2 separate regions of the Lactuca sativa genome follow, and region 2 is linked to region 1. The links are chromatin contacts, called in public Hi-C maps. All regions are on one chromosome and are shown on one strand. The core of a region is the stretch at or near the end of the contact, and the rest is flanking DNA. Distances in the headings are between cores, read along the strand shown.

Region 1 (5,531 bases), core at 2,725-5,224:
CAACCGTTGTAACCTATTTTAAAGTAATAAAGATGAATTACTTGAATATTATGTGAATTATGTGCTTTTATGTGGTTATATACTTGTTTGTAAAGATATAATAAAAATAAGCGTCAAAAATAAAACGTTAGATAATCCCGATATCTACGAATAAAGTTGTAGTGGTCGTGACAAGGATTCCGGACATATAAAGAACGCCGAAATCCGAGTTATAACGAAGAAGTTATGACATGTTGAAGTTTTGTGACAAAACCGGCACGACACTGTGTGAAGTAAAAAGTGAGTTTACGGTAAAGTACTTTTTAGCCTTAGTGATCTAAACGAAAGTTATAGAGTACGGTCCCACCTACGCGTGGATATAAAAAACGTTGAAAACGGAGGTCGTATACGAAAGTTACGAATTTTAGAAGTCGGAGGTGTAAATTGCGAAGCTGGATGCGAGGCCACTCCCCGCGTAGACCTTCGGACGCCTCACGTACGAGTACGCCCCATGTTGACCGAAGTACGATCAACGGTCTCTTTTCTTCTACGATCTGAATCATGCCACGTCGCCCCACCGAAATTACGACACCTGCCTCTACGCGCAGCGTACCACCGAGGGTACGCTCAATGTAATGCGGGTGCGAGAGCTACCGGATTTCTAGCCACCCTAAACCACCCCAAAGCAAGAAACCTCCCTAGCACTAGAAGAAAGCACCAGAGCGCCCGAAAGCTCCGAGAAAAAGAGCTTTTCGGTTTAGAAACTCTGCCCCCGCAAAGCCCGGTTTTCAAGCAAACCTCCTAGTTTCGTCAAAGAATATCATTTTAGGAAGCGAAGTGATGTCTGAATCACCACCTTATCAAGTGAGTGTATAGTCACTTTCATCTTACACATAAATATGAAATATTTTATATAAATTACGTGATATATATTATTTGTTTACTTGAGATCTATGTTGGATTAAAGATCTAAACCTCTTTATTTTTAGATCTGAACTTTTTCTTTCAGATCTAAACTTTTCTTCCAGATCGGAACCTCTCCCTTCAGATCTATACTTTCTCACTTCAGATCTAAACTTTTTCTTTCATATCCGAACTTTTTCCTTCAGATCTAGACTTTCTCACTTCAAATCTAAACTTTTCAGACCTAAACTATATATATATATATATATATATATATATATATATATATATGTGTGTGTGTGTGTGTGTATATATGTATGTATTTTATACTTGAGATCTATGTTGTATGAAAGATTTAAACTTCCTTTTCATATCTGAACTGTATATGTGTTTTATATATACAAATATGTTGGGTAAAATATAGGTAGATGTAATAGGTGGTGTGTGATGAAATAAAATGATGAGAGACCTCAGTTTGATGATGATCCAATCATCTAGCGGAGTATGGATGACGACTACGAACTTTTCTAAACAGTCCAGTGGAACGCTAGCATGCTCGCAACATGTAGGTGTTTATTTGAACTACGTGCTCACCAGTTGTACCCCATCCCCCTCATGGTTTCCATATTTGACATAAATTGCTCAGGAATCCCCTAAGCAGTGTTGTCACCCCCAATGAAATTCCTTAGGCTAGGTCCCATTTTATTAGATGCTTTAGGGACGTAAAGTGAGGATAACCCTATATGCTCACCAGGCTCCCCTGCCTGACCCACTTAGTTTCTTGTATTATAGGTAGTGACTCAAGGGCATAGATGCGATGATCAGATGAGTGATTATAGATTATAGGCCAATAGAAATAAATAGAAATGTTGTAAGGCCTATGTTGTTTTTGGTTTATGCTTTTGATTTGTATTGACGATGACATATCGGGTTTTGTAATGTAATGAAAATACATTTCTTCGGAAATGTTTTGATAAATACTTATCTATATTTTTGGGAACAAATTCCGCAACACTTTCTGTAAAAAAAAGTTACTTTGATTTTATTATAAAGCATAAACAAAATCGTTCTTTTTTGGCCGTGAAAATGGGGATGTCACAGTTGGTATCAAAGCATTAGTTTAAGCGAACTATAAATTTGTATGATTTCTAGACTTAAACTTACAATGCTAAGCGATGATCGTGAGATGAGTGTCTACCATATTCTAGGCACAAGCACTAGTTTATTTAGGAAATATGCCTAAAATGTTTTTATATGCTAAATGCTATTATTTGTTTAGATCTATGATCTGTTGTCGACCGGATCTAGAAACCTTATGTGTTTAGGATTCTAAATGTACGACTACGATATTAGAACTAGCATGTAACGATTCGGAGTGATAAGGAGAATTTAAGCGTCTATCGTAAATAAATATCTAAATTCACCTAATCTGGTGTATATATCGAAATAGCAAGAACCCGAAGCAGAGCTGGAAACGTGAATGAAAACAGGAATCAATAGCCTCGTCCCCAAGGGATTGAGCAAGTGCCGATAGTAGAAGCTTCACCTGAGCCGGTCACAATGGCTGGAGTACAAGCCATGATTCTAGCTATAATGGCTGAGCAGAGGGAAAAATGAGGCAACTGTTGCTGAATAATAGGGATGAACCTTCGATGCCCGTTGAACAGCCAGAACTGAATGATGGCCAATCAGAGGAGGGAAACTATAGCAGGACCGTTGGTCAAGCTGAACCGCCGGTGATAAGGAGAAACAACCAAGAGGACGGAGTCGAGAGAAACGGATGTAAGTATAAGGACTTTACGACTTGCAAGCCATCAACTTTCACTGGGAAAGAAGATCCAATTAGAGTTATGGACTGGATATCGGAAATGGAATTGGCCTTCATAACATGTGGTTGCAAAGGCAAGCTACAAACCACATTTGCAGTGCCTCAATTCAGAGGTGGTGTTGTTCGCTGGTGGAACACTATGGGGAAAACCATAAGCCCCAATAAGCCTCTGCAACTGACTTGGGCAGAGTTTTTGGTGCACTTCAAGCGTAAGTATTACCCGGCCCAAAATCTGCTTGAGCTAGAGAACCAATTCCTGACATTGAAAAAGGGAAGTATGTCTATTGGTGAATACACCAATGCCTTCACTGACAAAATGGAGTTTGCTTTGCGCATCGTTCTAGACGAGCTGACAAAAGTTGATAAGTATGCAATGGGACTTCCATGGGAGTACGTTGTGTCAGTCCGCCAGGCACCTACTCTGGAGGCAGCTCTCTGGGCTGCCAGGTTTGTTGAGGAAATGATCAAGGGGAGAGCCGCCAACAAGGTTGAGGCTGGCGAAAAGAGAAAGTTTGAGGGATCTGCAAGGTTCAACAAGAAGAACAAGTTTGGATTAAGGAAGTATGGAGGAGGAAACGAAACAAAGTGGTGGGAGAAGTGTAAAAAGAAACACTTCGGGAAATGTATCGAAGAGGTGACCTGCTATACGTGTGGGAAGACAAGGCATTACGCCAACGAGTGCACCGCCAGCAAAAGGGTGTGCTATGGGTGTCACGAGGAAGGGCACATTTCGAAAGACTGCCCGAAGAAGAAGGAGGCAACAACGCCCAATTTCCCACGGAAACCAAAGGCGAAAGCATTGCAGATGACCCTGGAAGCCGCAAAGGATGCAACAGATGTCGCTTCAGGTACCCTTTTTGTAAATGAATTTTTGGGAATGATATCATTATTTTCATATTATGATTTGAAATTATCAATAAATGTTTTTTTTAATCTAGTAATAATAATAATCAAAAGAACAGTCAATTTTTAGGAATGATATCATTATTTTCATAGAGAACTGATCCGTACATAACAATTTTTTTTTATACACAGTAATTGGTTTAAAATATTGTATTGTACAACTATATAATGTATGAATTGTTGTGTATAGAAAAAATTGTTATGTAGGAATGACTACTTATTCTCATATTTCATATTTAATAGGAACGAAGAATATAATTTAGCATTTTACTTTGTAACAGATGTTCCATATTTCCGTATGGGTCCGTTTAGATCAATTATTGAAAGAAAAAGAAGTGGAAAAGAGAAAACACGTGATTAAATTAAATGGACGCTAATAAATTATAGTCGCCTTGCCGTTGCCTTGGAGGCTCGGAGCATCTCTCTTTATCTGCCGTCTAGATACGACTGGAAAAACAGTTTTTTCCCGAATTATTGTAAAGTTGTGGTCAAAGTTCAACATGTACACTACAGAAGCAGGTAACCTGAATTCGTTATCAATAGTCGCTAATCTCTTGCAGTTTCAATGTGTATTGATGTGACAGATGATTGTTTTTGTTGGTGTATATGGTTGAAATTAATGAGCAGTGATCGAGTTTTTGGGTTGTGTGCCGTTGCTTCAGAGGCTCCCGAGCTTGTCTCTCCGGAAAATCGCACAAGTTGTTACTGTTAAACACTACGGTAATAAGTTGGTTCTATTTTGATTGTCGACTGATATAATTTTGGTGAATTTGATGTTTTGATGATCAGTTTACTTGGTAGAAAAGTAGGGTTTTGAATATTACAGTAATAAATTAGTTCTATATAGACTGATACCGGTTGATGTTTTGATGATCGGTAATTTGATAGAAAAGTAGTGTTTTGAGTTGTTTTAGATTTCAGATTTATGCCTATTATTGTTAGATTTCAAGTAATAATTTATTTCTGTTATGGATGGATTGAATAATGTAATTGTGCAAATCTAAGGTTGATTCGTCAAGTACTATATCATATTACCTCCAATCCATTAGTAGCATTGAAAGTTTGATATGTGTGATGTACCATGAAGACTGGAAAATTGTACAGATGAAATGACCCATTTATGAGTTTGCACCATTTCAAATGGATTATGCTGGTGATATTACAGTCTTCAGTTTTGTCATTGATTGGATATTTGGGGAATAGTAAAACACTATGCTTAGGCTATGTGCCAGTTACCAAGTAAATATTTGCAATTATATGGGACTGAGAGTAATAGTTTAATTTAGTGTGGCTTGGCTTCATCAGAATTTTAGGAATGTTGAAAAGTGTTAAGAAAGCATAAAATTTGGAATACTTAGGTTGTATGGAAAGGAAGCTAAATAATTCTGGGGTATCGTTGGTCAATTTACATAACTATCAGGAGAAAGCATACAATAAAATTTGGAATATCTTATTGATTCAGTAAAATTTGTTAGCAAATATGTTATTGTTGCTGCATAGAGTATAAATATACAGGAGTACGCTTTCAGTATTATCGTAAAATGATTTACTTAAAAGTCTTAGACTAGTTTAATTATGAAATTAGGGTTGTTTTTGTGCCCCTCAAAATGAAAGATGTTTATTGACTTAAATAGTTGTAATGTTTCCTTTTCAAGAACCACATGAGTATGTTGTTCGTGAAGGAGAGGCTGGGAATGGAATCTACTTCATATGGGAAGGCGAGGTAATGTTTTCCATGTGATTCAATAATACGGAATGATGAGTAAACTGCCTCGTATAGCAATGTACTTTGCTCTTGCTCTACCAATATGAGCAATGTACTTTATTTTTTACCCATAGTAGCAACATACTTACTTTTCTAATCGATAATAGCAATGTCCTTTATCTTTTACCTATAATTGAATCTTGCTACCAATAT
Region 2 (5,495 bases), core at 2,856-5,355, 240 kb before region 1:
AAATTTACAACTATATTTATTACTCACGTTTCCTTGAATTTGGTTCGTATGAAGGTTTTGCATGACTTCTTCATGATTTGCAAGGGCAGAAACATATTAATAATAATTTATTCGCTCATTCATAGTAGAACCGAACCAGTTTGTTTCAATATGTTTTAATAGTTCTTTTAACAAGCAATTTCGTCTCTAATTTCCAAGTTTTTTACTTTTTAAGAGCACAATAAAAGTTAGCAATTTTTGTCTAATTGAAATCAGTTGGTGGGTCAAAGTCTATCAGTCCGTCCAAAACATGTCAAACACAGTACAAGGTCATCATTTGTAAACAGACAGTCGAGCATATAAAAAAAAGTGCCCAAAGGTAGGAATTAGGATAATTAGATATCTTAAGACCAGAAAACAACCAACCAACCAAATCCAAACGTATGCACAAAGTCAATAAGTCTTTAAAGAAAGAAACTACGAGTCTTCTCTTGGGTTGACTGGACTAACAACATACCAAACTCCTTCCTCACAACACAACACAGCACAAAACATATCATGTCACAAAATATAAAAAAAGGGTAAATTCTAATGTCTTTCTTAAAGAAACAAGTCCTTAGTTTTTTTCCGAATCACAAATTAATTCATGTTGTCTTCAAAGTTGAGACCAAGTGAAATGTGTGTACCTTTGGGTCCTTTCCTTAAACAGACAGAGAGACAGCTCACACCTTCCCTTCAGTAAATCAAAAAATTATTAGAAAATCAATGATATTTTAAAATATAGCTTTGGTTATTAAACTCACCCAACAATCTTTCAGCGACAATAAATAGCTTGATCAATGAATGGAGGGATCTGTTTTATCTCAGTTCCAAGTTCTTGTTCAATCCTATACCTGAAACAACAAAAAAGATGAATAATAAAGATTTTCAAATTTACATTGATTCATGAAAATAGGAAGGATATGCCAAAAAAGAAAAAGTTAAAATATATATATATATATATATATATATATATATATATATATATATATATATATATATATATATATATATAGGGATGCATACAGATTAAAGCGATCTTCATATGTGATTAGGTTTACAGCTAACCCAAGGTGTCCAAACCTTCCTGATCGACCAACCTATCAATCAATTATAATTTATTTGAGAATCATTCATTTATGGTTGTTTAATAATGAAGCAACTTTTTCCAATTATAATTTTTATACCCACCCTGTGGAGATATGTTTCTGAGTTTTTCGGGAAGTCAAAATTGATAACGACGTTTACTGCTTGAATATCAATACCCCTCGTGAATAAATCTGCAATCATGAGCCAAAAAAAAAATTAACAATCTACTTCCAACTCTCATTTTTTTTTCCTATTACAGCAATCTACTTTGAAAAATCTACCCAATTTATAACAGCATTGTCATTGAAACTATGAAAGCACATTGCATTTATCTCTCCTGGCTATTTTGTGCAGTAGAAACAACCATAATCATTGTATGCGATTGATATTTTATGGAATAGAGTTGATGAAATAATACTTCAAAGAGAAGATTAAATGCAAGATATAACTACAAACTTTCAATGACTTATATCTATTATAGCATTTTACTTCCTCTAAGTATTACAACATTCTACTTTGAAAAAAAAACAAACTACCCAATTATAGCAATGTCATCAAAATACAAAGCATTTTTTGAAACTACAGCTAAGCAGATTTTTCAGCGTATAATGTTGTAATAAGAATAAAAAAATGCTATCATAACGTAAATGTTTAAAAGCAAGACATGTATGAAAGTAGGTTGGTATTTCTTGTGGTAGCTATTATATTATGTAAAGTAGAAAAAAAGGAAGCAATATATATACCAGTACAGACAAGATTCCTGCAAGCACCATTACGAAAATCATGAAAAACTCGATTACGATGATCTTGAAGCATCTTTGCATGAATGTAGAAACAAGAGTAACCAAGCTCAGTTATTTTCTTCGCCAGTAGTTCAACCCGATTTACCGAGTTGCAGAAAATTATTGATTGGTTGATTTGAAGCTGTAATTAAATAAAGTCAAAAATTCCAACTCACAGCTTTACAGTAATAAATAAATAAAACAAATTCAGATGAAACCTTTGAGAAAAGAGTATTGAGGCAATGAACTTTCTGCCTTTCTTCAACAAAAGCATAGAACTGTGTTATTCCCTTGAGGGTAAGTTCGTCCATGAGGTTGATAACATAAGATTTTGGAAGGTATCTATCTTTGAAATCCTTCACTGTCACAGGAAAAGTTGCTGAAAACATTAAAATTTGACGGTTTGTAGGCATGAAGTGGATTAGTTGCTCTACTGAAGGCTGGAACTCAGGTGACAAAAGCTTATCAGCCTGGGAACAAAAAGTAAACCACTGATTAATATCTCATGTTGGGTTAACAAAAAAAAAAGTGAGTAATGAGTCGCACAAAAAACTTCAAAAATCAAGATCATGCCTAAACAGAACTATCTTTGTTTTGTTATCATACATGAAAACCTGAAATAATATGTACACTATATGAAATCATGTAATTAGAGAGCATTAGATACAGAGTAAATAGCTGTACCTCATCCATGACAAGCATTGCACAATCTTTCAACACGCAGATTCCCTTCTTTGAAAGATCTAATATTCTTCCAGGAGTACCAACAAGTAAATGAACAGGCTGATACAATCGCATGATGTCATCTTTTAAGCTGGTTCCACCAGTAGTAACCATGACCTGAATGTTTAGGTGTTTTCCAAGTTCTTTGCAGACTTGAGATGTTTGAAGAGCCAATTCTCTAGTTGGAACAAGTATAACCACTGCACATATGGGAAACTTCAGAGAAAACACTAAAAAGATTTTGATATTAAAAACCAAAAAAAAAAAAAAAAAAAGTTTAAATTTAGAACCTTGAATAACATTGCTCTCTTGATCAATTTTTTCTAAAGCAGGAATGCAGAAGGCAGCAGTTTTCCCTGTTCCATTTTTAGCTCTTGCAAGAATATCACTTCCTGTGAGGGCAATTGGGATGCTTTCTTCTTGAATTGGAGATGGCCTTTCAAAACCCTTCTCATATATCCCCATAAGCAACTCACGCTTGAGAAAGTAATCTTCAAATTCATTTCCTTTGGTCGCTGTCACATCCTGAAATGGTACAAAATTAGAAACAAAGTTCAAGTAAAACAGTCACATGTAACGCATCCAAAATTAAACTCATAAGCACATAGATAACATCACAAGCATACTTCTGTTCTGTATCGAGTGTCAGCTGGTGGAAGCCTCAATTGTGCCTTCCAATCTTGACCACTGCAAGAAGAAACACGATTAGACTTAGAAAAGCATAATGGAACAACTAAGCAAGGCATACTTATAGAAATCTAAACATAATTTTTGAGAATGAAACCATAATTGTACCTAGGGTCAGCAGCTTCGGACTGTATAGTCTTTTCCACTTCGTCAACCACACTCGAATCATTTCCCACAGGGTTTCTTCTCAGCCATTGTTGTTGTTGCTGCTGCTGCTGCTGCTGTTGAAACTGCTGGTGGTGCGCTGGATTCCTTTGAGCATACTGTTGCTGGAAATTAGGATTAGGGTTTCCATGATAATTCCCACCACCACCACGCCCAATTCCCGGCGGATACCTTCCCCCACCTCCTCGTGCGTAGTTGTTATTCATTTCCAACTCTACCGAAGAATCTCCACAACCCTAACTAAAAACTAATCAATCAACTAGCCGCCGATCTAAAAGCCTAAAATTCTCAATCGATAGGAAAATAAACAAAAAATATACACAACAATAGCTTGAAATTTCAGGATGGATCACAAGCAAAGAGGAGAGAATTGAGGGGTTTTGGTTTTGGTAACAAATTAGAAGCAAAATCGTTGGCGTAAAAAAATATAAGCCAATGTTTTGCGATTTGGGATTGGAGAACAGTTTTGGCAAAGCAATTACGAGTAACGATCTGAAGAACTCAAATGGAGAAAGTTAGCATTTTGACCTAAAGTCTAAGTGGGACAAAAACTTGTAAACGGGATAGAGAGAGAACACTGATCGGTTTTTGATGGGAACAGAAATGGCGATACGACCTTTCTATTTAGGGCTCAAATGGAATCCATTTTCTAATATAATAATTTATATTTTATGATTGGGTTATAGTCATAGATGATATTTCTCCTCTTTTTAATGGATAAAACGTAGGTTTTTTGTTTCGCAATCAACAAATAACTCTTATCCAAACAACTTTCAAAAAAAACAAAAACAAAGACCTTACATAATATTATATAGGAAACGAATATAAAGGATATAGTTATAAATAAAATACAATAATGTATTATACAATAAAATAGTTTTAAGCAAGAAATAGAAAATTCAAATAAAAAAGTTCACATGGAAGCCATGAAAGCAAAATATATAATTTTAATCTAAAACGGTTCGTCAAAACTAGATAATAGTTGAAAGTTACAAATTAAAAGCCGATAACACGTAGATGGAAGTTGATAATATATGACTAAAAGTAAAATTCTTAAAAAATACAATAAAAACTAAAAGTTCTATCTCGGTCACTTATTTTCAAACAAAGAGAGTGGTGTATTGTGACAATAAAAAAGGTAGACAACATGCCCTAACAATATCATGAATATGTGGTGTGCCGGTGGCATTAAGTCAGGCATGACTACACCACGCCTTTATGTGGTTGTGTGTGAAAAACCATAAATTCGTCAACAAAAACCCGTGAGCTTTTCTCTTTTCCAAAAAAAAACTTTTACATGTTAATTTTTTAAATTAGATGTTTTTCCTTTACTTTTAACCATCTTTTATATATATATATATATATATATATATATATATATATATATATATATATATATATATATATATATATATATATATATATATATATATATATATATATAATCACACTCTCAACAATGGATCCAAAAATCCATTTAACACATCTCCATCATCCATCTACTATAACACGCCTCATGGTCCAAAGTCCAAAAATAACGTTTGTCGATAATATATTTCATCTCGATACTCCATCATATTTCCCATAATTTGAATCACCCCCATGATACCAACTTATCGGGTGGCACCGATCATACTTTTCGTCTCATACACTATATCCATGAAACGTATTTTAAGTATCTCAACCCCAAACCCAACCCCAAGGAATCAACGATGAAGAGGGCATACTCGAAACCCAAACTTGTAACATTATGAGGTTTTGCAGGTATTTCTGAATCATCTCTTCTATTATTATTATTTGTCATTTGTAGTCCCTAGGGCTAGATGAGTCGATCCATAAGAAGCGTAAGGGCTAAAGTTGCAACTTTCAGAACAAGGTTAGTACGCCAAGCGTACATAAGGTACGTTGAGCGTACTAGGCGCACCTTAGTACGCTGGCGTACACTTATGTATGCTAAGCGTACTCACGTCAGGAGGAACCCTAATATTTAAGGTTTAAGTGCTATATAAACATCCTTATAAGCTTATAACC

The links. A called contact is a pair of places that touch in the nucleus more often than the background predicts.
Region 2: a Hi-C map of seed shows a contact between it and region 1, with 4 times the contacts expected there. The contact joins the promoter of LOC111912897 here to the promoter of LOC111902693 in region 1. A contact is called at or near these places in 4 of 4 Hi-C or Micro-C datasets (bud, leaf and seed).

What each region holds. Positions count from the first base shown.
Region 1 is chr7:5,860,746-5,866,276 of Lsat_Salinas_v11, reverse strand. It overlaps LOC111902693 (acyl-CoA hydrolase 2), which reads left to right and starts at 3,974. Exons shown (of 17, transcript XM_023898515.3): 1 at 3,974-4,132; 2 at 4,241-4,333; 3 at 5,269-5,336. The coding sequence starts at 4,114.
Region 2 is chr7:6,105,194-6,110,688 of Lsat_Salinas_v11, reverse strand. LOC111912897 (DEAD-box ATP-dependent RNA helicase 8) reads right to left here and starts at 4,105. Exons shown (of 12, transcript XR_002857370.2): 1 at 3,408-4,105; 2 at 3,239-3,299; 3 at 2,903-3,137; 4 at 2,574-2,812; 5 at 2,108-2,359; 6 at 1,851-2,031; 7 at 1,210-1,298; 8 at 1,045-1,118; 9 at 783-872; 10 at 666-712.